Regions from separate parts of the Pungitius pungitius genome. Here region 1 is linked to region 2. The links are chromatin contacts, called in public Hi-C maps. All regions are on one chromosome and are shown on one strand. The core of a region is the stretch at or near the end of the contact, and the rest is flanking DNA. Distances in the headings are between cores, read along the strand shown. Region 1 holds the start of lpcat1 (lysophosphatidylcholine acyltransferase 1). Region 2 holds the start of e2f3 (E2F transcription factor 3).

Region 1 (4,663 bases), core at 1,258-3,757, 150 kb after region 2:
CTGTCTCACTTGCTGACCTAGTTGGTCCGCATGGCAGCTGATCATGTTTTGCTGGAAGTTAGAAAAACAAAAGTTCCAGCAGGAAGGTGGGGGGGGGGGGCGGGGGGTCGGGACAGGGGGGGGTGGGGGGGGGGGTGCTTTATGCATCAAGCGGCACACGCTGCGTCGATGTGACAGACCTGCACACGCGTCATGCTGGAATCCAGACCTCCTGCAGCCCAGGGGGCGTCCACGCAGGAAGTCATTCCTCCTCTGTTCGGTCATAGCTTGGGTTTGTTGACAAATGATGGGGGGGGGGGGGGGGGGGGGGGTCGCGATCACACAAATAAGTGTGTGGACACACGTGTGTTCCAGTTTGCAATCACTGCTCCGGCACAGACTCACTACTGTTGACAATCGAGTGCAAATACATGCACCACCAGTAAAGAGCAACACGTGTGTGTGTGTGTGTGTGTGCGTACGTGTGTGTGGGAGGGGGTGGTGGGAGGTGGGGGGGTATTGCTGGGAACCGCCGGCGCGCACGTAAAGTCTGGTGCTTTGTGATCTCTGCGCTGAATGGACGCAGGCATCTACTGAGCCCCGGAGCTATAGGGAAACACAGCGACCTCGTGGGTGTGCACTTCCTCCTTTTGTCTGACTGCAAACAACTTCAGAGACGCACACCGTGGCTGCTTGATTTTCGGTGGAACCCGTTTCAGGGCGTTTCTCTCGAGCAGAAAGCCGAGAGGGCAAGGTAGCCGTTCGCTAAGCCTCGCCCCCCCGCTGCTGCTGCTGCTTTATGCAGCCCGTGGAGGCCACACAGACTAGAGATGATCGCATTGATGGAGCAACTCAACGCCGTTCCAGAAAGAAACGGCATACGGGTCAACAATATGTGCGAAAGTGCAGAGAGAACCGGTTAAAAAACGATACAGACAGGATTAGGACATGAAGAACAATAGTACCGGTTCAGCAGGAACGTCTACTCACTGTTAAGAGTCTAGCTGTCAGACCCTTAGCTCCAATGCCACAAGGGGATTGGCCAGTATACCTTCGAGGGCGGGATTTAGGGGGAAGGATCGCCTGGAAATACTTTAATTAATCTCATCTGTAACCCCCCGAATGAAAGAAATTATCAGGGAGGCTGCAGGAAACGAGATGAAACGAGCCGGGTTGAGTCGGCCCGGTGGACGGCATTAGCAGTCAGCTGCCACCGCCCAAGCCCGAGAACCAATTGATCCATTGGTTGATTGATGAGAAGCCCCCCCCCCCTCCTCGCAGTGACAATCAATCCATCCCCAGGATTGATTTGGGGGGGGTTTGCGGCCGCAGCTGTCGGTCCATATCAAAGCAGCAGAGTCTCTCTCTCTCTCTCACAAGGTGTATGCTCTTCTTTAAATGTGCTCAACTGTATTTAAGTATCAGTACCCCCCCCCCCCCCCAAAGGGAGAAAGTAGAGTGCTGTTGACTTTTTAAACCGCCTTGACGGTTGAGTGGTGCAATTATGTAAAAAAAAAAAATGTAAATGCCTATGATCCGATGCAAATGTTTGATGCAAATGTGATCGATGAAGATTCATCCGCCGGCCGGGGGGGGGGGGGGGGTCACGTGGGCCGCGTCTCCGATAAATGGAGAAGATGAAGCGCGCAAGTTGCTCAATGGATGACCAGAAGTGTGCAAGCGTTAACCGCTCGTTTCCTTCACACGACAGGACACAAGTGCACAAGTGTTACTCTCTAATCTCTGATGATACTGCAGGCCCCGCTCGGGGGGCTACAATCCTATTAGTTTCCTTCTGATAAGAAGATTTAAAGTGAGAGATTGTAGAAGATTTACCATTAAGTCACTTGGTGGTTTTCAGCAGCCCATATGTGAGAATATTAAAGGTTTATCCCGATGGGCACTCATTACAGCGAGCCATGAAATGCTAAAGGATGGATGGTTTTTAACAGTTCCCATTGTGTTTTGCAACTTAAATAAAGGGATTAAGGCGCGTGTTGCACAGCTGCCCCAAATGTCCCCAAACGGTTCAGATTCCCGCGCTGTTGACCGGACTTTAAAGAACTTCATGTTCTTTTATTTCGAAAATGGACACATGTCACACGTTGCGTCCCCACAGTGTCCACTGACTCTCCGAACAGGAAACAACGAGCCGACACTGTGTCCGACACAGGTTATCGCTTTAAATTTAATTAGGGCGCGAGTTTGGCAGATATAAAAAATAATCAAGGCCCTTTGCGGCAGCTCGCGATGAAGAGCAAATCATCGGGGCCTCATCAATTAATCGCTCGCGATCTTAATTGCCTTACCTTTATTGTCTGTGGTATGGTGAGTTTCAGCTCGTGCACGAAAGGGTTTGTAGCCGCTCTGGGGGGGCGACTGTTTGATGACTTCATAGTTTATAGTCTTTGTTTTTTTGTTGTTGTAAATATCAAAATAAAAGTCAGGTTGTGAATGTTGGGCTGGTTGCGCTCGTCGCTCCTCGACGTAAGAGAGTCACTTCTTCTGTTTGGAGTCTGTCCTCCTCCCACCAGAGGAGCCGGGAGGGGGAGGGGGGGGGCGACGATCAAGCTGGCGTCACCAAACGACGTCACTTCCCGTTACGGGATTCAAAATAAAGTCCTTGTAGCGGGGTTACGTATTAATATTTCGGCCTGGAAATTTCCACTCATTTAAAAAGTATTTTTTAAATGTTTACTACGGTGGGGTTCAATTTAAAAGACAAAATTAATCCGGAAACATGCATTCAACTCAATGTATCCGGGAGGCAACATCTTGTTCATGCTTTTATTTTGAAAGCGGGGACAAAATCTGAAAACCTAAAGGCACGTAACGTACCCACGATCATCCGTGTCAAATAAAGTTCCCCAATGAAAGCAAAGGCCTTATCTAAGACATTCATACAAACATGTCAGCCATTAAACTCATTAAAGTTACAACTATAAACAAACAAAAAGTTATGCAGTGAAGGCGCCAAACTCAGAACAGTAAACCATTTAAAGGAAATCCATGGCACTGGGGTCATGTTACTTATTATGTGCGGAATTTGTACCAGCTGGGTGAACAAATAAGCTCCTCCTTTTGTAACAAGGTGAACATTTTTTAGAGGAGGGTGGACTTGAAATATTCTGGGCACACATCTAAGTGACAAACCCGGATAAAAGAATAACATGAGGATAAGAAGGCTCTGTGAGATGTGTCTTTGAGATGTTCGGGATGATTTGCCTTCAGTGAGATTCATTCTGCATTTGAAGTTGAGTTTCCTCCTGCTTTTGATCCACCCATCATTTTCTTCTCGGGGACTTTTATTTTTAGATAACATCAATCGCCCGAGTCAAACTGACTTAATTGTTACTCAAATCACATCACGCTGTGGGGCAAACTGCTTTTTCACCAAAGACCCACGTGTTCATCTCTGCAGACGCACTTCATTAAAGCATTTCACTGTTCCTGCTGCATGACCACGTATTTCATGACACGTCATTGTAAATTGAATTGTAAATAACACGTTATTCGTCCTGTTGTCCCTTGTCTTGCTGTTCGATGGTGTGCACCAACCTCCATGTCAAATGCCTTGTATGTCTAACACATTTTGGCAAGGAATGTTCCTGATTGCTGTGTGATCGTAAGAGCAGGCGAGAACGTTTTTTTTTGTGTGTGTCGTTTCTCGTCAGAGGACATTGCCCTTTAGAACGACCGCGTTCAAGCCTCAGTGTTTGTGGCGAAACAACCTCTAACCCCCCCCCCGGGTCAGCCGTGCACGTCTGCACACTGTGCATGTTACGACCTGTCAGCCCTGTTTGTGTGCGTCAGGTTTTCTTTCAGCCACATTGCCTCCACGGTTTCTGGCGGGACCTCATGGCCGTGTCAACCCGGTCGGATTACAGACGGATCTTTGACACAAACAACCAAAGTACTGATCTGTAGGATGTGGACAACTTACAGTGGTTAGACAAAGTGTATAACATGGTGGTATGGATCCTATATCCATGCAGCAAACACTTTAGCGCCCTCAAGTGGAGGAGCGATGGAAAGGAATCGTACATAAAATAGAATACAAGTGTGATAAAACGCTAAATCAAAGTTTATTGATTCATCCCACAACTACCCTCCAAAAATATTCCTAATGATTTTAAATAACGTAATTGAAATGTATTGGTTATAATGAATGACTTTTGTGTAAAGACTTTCAGTGTAAGATTTAAAAGAGTAAATGAAAATAAGTGACTATATCCAAAAATAAATTAACTAATTTGTGTTTGTTTGGAAGCTTGACTTAATAAATCTCCTTTTATAATTATTTTCAAATGTTGCCAAACTTTATGATGGGTTTGTGAAGCAACAAATCAGTTCCTACACTGTGGAAAATGTATATATTTGGTGTTATTGCTGTTAAATAGGGGAAATAAAGGGAGGGGAAAAAAGCTTTTTTTGTTCAACCAAACACTTTATTTTTAAAATCACAGTTCTTCTGAATTTCCACGACCTCAAAGCGATCCTCACACTGCCCCTTTGTCATTTCAGCCCTGTCTCTGCTTGTGTCTCGGATTCGTCTTGCAGAACACAAACAAGCGGCCCCTCCGACGCACAATGAAACAGTCTTTGCAGCGCCTCTTCAGGGCAGACTTGGTTTTCATCCCCGCAGAGGGCTGCACGCAGGTGAGATGCTGACACTGTCCCAACA
Region 2 (4,971 bases), core at 882-3,381:
TTGCCAGGTGACGAAAACGGCATTGCAGAAGGATCTAGATTTCGAACAAGTGTGCAAAAACCCCAAGTCCACTATTTCCGACCGGGCTTTAGCACGAATAGCCACTCACCCGCAGTTCAAAAAGAAGATTGAGGTCATCAAAGCTGCCGTGAAAGCCTTCAAAGAGGAGCGGATGAAGGGTAGAAAGCCGGGGGGGAGGGAAAAGGTGCAAAACAAAGCTGAGAAGGTGACTCTACAATCTCCAGAGGAAAAGGAAGAGGGAAAGAGTGAGAGAACTGAGGAGAATATTAAAGTGGAGCAAAAGGAAATCTTTGACAAAGAGGAAGGGGGAGAAATCCTTCAAGACACTAAAGAAGCGGCTGTTGCTGAACCTGAAAAGGAAACTGTGGAAGCGAGTCCTTCAGTGGACACTGCAGTTGATCTAAGGAAAAAAACACCAAAAACTAAAAATGTACAATTGGCTTCAATAAAAAGTAGTGAAGTAAAGGACATTGTGAGGAATAAACCTCAATCTAATCATGCAGAAAAGAAACCCGAGCTGAAGCCTACACCCAAATTGCTTCCGAAAAAGGAGGAAGGGGGAGAGAGTGATCTGGAGGCGTCAGATGATGATGAAGAGAAAGAATACTTCGACGACAGCACAGAGGAACGCTTCAACAAGCAGTCGTCCCAGTCCGAGGAGAGCGACAACGACGACGACAACGGCTTCTTTGTTGGAAAAGTGAGCAAATTCAAGAAGAAGAAGAAGAAGAAGCAGAAAAGTGTAGCGGGGGACGAGGCCAATAGGAGTTGTGAAGGGAACCCACCAGACCAAGTCCAGAGCGAACTGGATGAACTTGAGACCAGGCTGAAGTCTAAAGCGCCCGCTCTTCAGTCCGTCTTTTGTTCCTCGCTCTCTTCTTCCAAGCTTGGCAGGGGCCGAGGAAGGGGCGCCGATCGATTCAGCGGCCACGCTGGTCTCGGCGGGGATTTCAATAAACACCCAAAGTTCCAAAAGCAGGAGAACGAGGCAGAACGAAATCCAGGGTCCAAGTACAGCAAGCCCTCCTCTGAGTCCTTTCCCTCTGTCGGTAGAGGAAGGGGGAGAGGCAGGGGTGGAGGTAGAGGTGGAGGTGTCTTCACCCATCAGGAACCACAGCAGGCACTGCATCCATCCTGGGAGGCTAGTAAGAAAAGAAAGGAGCAGCAAGGACAAATCCTGGCCTTCCAGGGGAAGAAGATCAAGTTTGATGACTGAAAATGTTTGTTTATACTCGCTGAATATGTTCCTTTGTTTGAGAGTGGAACCATACCTTCGTGGTCCTGTTTGTCTGGAAAGCTAGTGACATGTAAACATCGTCAGTCAGTATGCTGGATGCTCAACTCCAGTGGAGATGACCTCAATGCAGTTAAGTGACCAATGTCATTTAACTGCATGAATTTCCTTTTTTTGTATTAAATATCAAAATAACTTTCAGAATTATTATTTTAAAACCGGATTTGTTCTAAACGTTCAGATGTCCTACCTGAAGCAATCTCATTGATCATAAAATAGTTAAGAACAGTATTTTTATTTTAAAAATTAAGACATTTGGAAAGTGATACTTAGTTAGTTAATTAGTTTTTTGAGGGGAATCTGTATAAAACCTGTACACCATTGCATTTCGCTGAATGGTAGTGTCCAGTGAAGTACACAATATCTCCAATTGATGTTTAGTTATAGTTGTTATAACCAATAATCACAAACCAAATAACCCTGTTTTTGTTACTTGTGCTCCCCAAGATATGTTTAAGCAACTTGAAATTTGTGTGGAAACATTTTTAATGTTCTTCGCTTTCATTTCAAGACAACTTAATTAAATGCAAATCGAAATTTTAATCATAAAGTCAGAATGACTGAATTGACAGCCACTTTGTTGCCGAGCCTCGTAGTCATTGGTTGGTTATCTCTGCGTCAGCCGGACACGTCACTGCGTAAGCAGGCGCTCAGCCAATAGCAATTGACATGCAAATGTCGTTTGAAACGACCGCGGGGAGTCACGCTTTTGCGCGAACGATATTTTCGAGCTGATTTTGCGTTTCAGATTGACTAATCTATCAATTCGTTAGTATTTATTAGTCAGTGGGGCTATATATAAATATACATTTATAGGATAAGTAAGGTGGAAGCAGCCGAAGCGGGACAAAATGCGAGTCCGTGTTTTTCGGCGTCGCTCCGGGAAAACCTCCAACGTAACGTCGCTCTGCCTCGGCAGCACCGCCGGAGTGACGCCCCGGTTCCACCGGCCGGCCGACGGCACCCAGTACGCCGCATCCCGCCATCACCGAAGGGACCAGCTTAGGTACCGGGGCTGTAAATTCGGATTATCTGAATGTTCTTTAGAGCCGGGACGATCGGAGAAAACGGGAACCTAATGCTATGCTAACATGCTAGTTGCTCTCTTGAGTAAAATCGATTTGACACATCGTGTTGTCAATGTTAACGTTAGCCGGTTGACGCTGCCATTGACTTATATACACCACACCCATTTTCAATCTGGGTTTTAATGGAAGGTAACGTTTAAAGGTGTTAGCAGTAGCTATACATGACATTTGTATTGTGTAACCTTTCCAAGCTTTTATTTTTTCAAAGGTTTATTTTTTCTAATGTTATATCTTGGGTACAAACTAGCTGCCTGTGTTGTTGGTCATGTTAACAACCGGATTACAAAAGTACAGTGTATGTTATGTGCTAGTTACATTAGCACCGTTTGCAACTCGAAATCCAACTTTACTTAGTCAAGTACACGAAAATAAGTGTCGTCGTTAACGGAAGTGCTCGGCTTTCTTCGGAATAAATTATAAAAAATCACGTAAAATAGGGAGGGAAAACGGCTTGACTGCTTCAGAAGCATGCGCAAAGAACATATCAACTTACAGGTGACATCAACGCCTCATGGAAGGGTAGCAGAAATATTAATGACGACAACTTTAGTACTCTTTTAAATTAAAGCTAACGTTCCTCATGTTTTTCAGAGAACGCCTGTAGTAATGTTGCATATATAAAATATATATATGTGTACATGCCGATGTCTTTGCGTTTCTTACTACACATATGTCCTGCCTTAGTTCCCCATCTTAAGGTAGTATGAATACTGGTAAATATACTGTTAGTTTCGTACTTTTATTTTGAAGGTTACTCCGTGACGCCTTGGCCGTGTGAATGTATTTCCGGTAACTTTACACACGCTTTACCGTGGGGCTGAGGCATCACACCGCGGCTTGTCGGAGCCTACTTTTTTGCACACTTTGGTCTTCGAGGGCCGCGCACGCCGACAGCCCTCCACGACGACCGAGTTTCCGCGGGCATACGTTGGTAAGGAGGCGAACTGTGAGACGTCCCCCCGTGTCCGCTAGAGCTGGAAGTCAACTCGCGTTACTGGTAGGCCGTGGGTGAGCGTGGGAGGGGGGGGATGGGGAGATGTTGTTTCAACGAGCTAAACGCACTGCTGAGGGAAGCTAGCCAGTGTCCCCCAACCCCCCCCCCGGGGCTAGTGACAGTCCTGTTCAACGAGGAAATCAACCACCTCCACACGACCAGATGAGCAGGTCGTGTGATGCATTGGCCTATTCGTTTATTCTAGTTCCACACAGGTCAAGTCACAAGTGAGCACAGTGGATTCATAACTAGTTTATAACGTATTATAAGCCCAAAATGGCTGCCTTGTGACCCACTTGATGAGATGGTTCTCAATCAAACGTTTATTCTAACTTAACGCATTGCACATTATCTTTTACTCAGGCAGAAAGAAGGCTGGAGCTGGAAGCCGGTGCCCCCCAGGACCTCCAGGATGGTGGCTGGACCCCCAAAAAGGAGATGGCCTCTCTATCCCACACAGCAGCAGCGGGTAAGGCCCCCTACAGTGTTTAGTTCCGTCTGTTAAGTCCATAAATGATGTTTCTCACACTTAGTCTGTCCACCCGCTTTCACCAAACACGGGCTCTACGTAGAACCCGCTCCGTAGTGTCACAGGACCCAGTTAAAGGAGTACGTTTAGAGTTTTTATGAAGACCAACGAGTCCCTCATGTTGTACGGCTTTGAAATCAGAGTCTAGCCGAGTTGTTGTTTCACTTGCAACAGAAGAATGGAACATGTCAGAGGAAGCATCGTGACAATGAGCCCACTGCAGTGTATCTTAGAAGATAAATGAATCAATACGGAATCTATTTTTTGTTTTTTGTTGAATCTTTTTATTGTTTTTTCCACAATACACAAACGACAAAGAGACAAAAACAAGGAACATCCAAAAGTACATATGAGCAAGTATAAATATGTGGCATGATTTGTTGTTTCTCGGGCAGACACAAAAAGAACCGAAGAATTTCCACAAATTTGATTAAACCCCTCCCCCGTTTTTATATTTCAGCCTCCACCCCCAATCCCGTAGCGCGCAAGTCCCTGTTCGAGAGGTCGCGCTGTGACACCTCGCTGGGTTTCCTGACGCAGAGGTTCGCGGAGATGCTGAGCCGCTCCGCCGACGGGGTGCTGGACCTGAACCTCGCCGCCCAGCAGCTCAACGCCTCCAAGAGGCGCGTCTACGACGTCACCAACGTCCTGGAAGGGATCCACCTCATCAAGAAGAAGTCCAAGAACTTCATCGAGTGGCTGTAAGTGCGGTTTGTGGAGAGCTGCTGTACAGCACTCAGTGAGCTCATGTCACCCTATACGTTATTATAACTCTTTGAAGACTGGACTATGCTACGTTTTATAGACCGAATGTTATTCTCTGTCCAGTTGGTCTCATGACTATCAAGGTGTCATGTCTTCACTGGTGTCTGTAGAGGCTTGAATCCAGTGTGTGTGTGTGTGTGCGCGTGTGTGTGTGCGTGCACAGAGGGGGCGACCCGAACGTCCGCATGGATGAGGAGCTGAAGGCCCTCGTCGAGGAGGAGAGGAGGCTGGACGAGTTGATCCAGAGCTGCACGAAGCAAGTCCACCAGCTGTGCAGCAG

The links. A called contact is a pair of places that touch in the nucleus more often than the background predicts.
Region 1: a Hi-C map of muscle shows a contact between it and region 2, with 6 times the contacts expected there. The contact joins the promoter of lpcat1 here to the promoter of e2f3 in region 2. A contact is called at or near these places in 2 of 2 Hi-C or Micro-C datasets (both in muscle).

What each region holds. Positions count from the first base shown.
Region 1 is chr17:16,536,938-16,541,600 of fPunPun2.1, forward strand. It overlaps lpcat1 (lysophosphatidylcholine acyltransferase 1), which reads right to left and starts at 2,508. Exons shown (of 14, transcript XM_037473786.2): 1 at 2,289-2,508. The coding sequence starts at 2,375.
Region 2 is chr17:16,384,299-16,389,269 of fPunPun2.1, forward strand. It overlaps e2f3 (E2F transcription factor 3), which reads left to right and starts at 2,132. Exons shown (of 7, transcript XM_037473850.2): 1 at 2,132-2,332; 2 at 3,761-3,866; 3 at 4,387-4,627; 4 at 4,855-4,971. The coding sequence starts at 3,836. srfbp1 (serum response factor binding protein 1) reads left to right here. Exons shown (of 3, transcript XM_037473773.2): 3 at 8-1,790. The coding sequence ends at 1,237.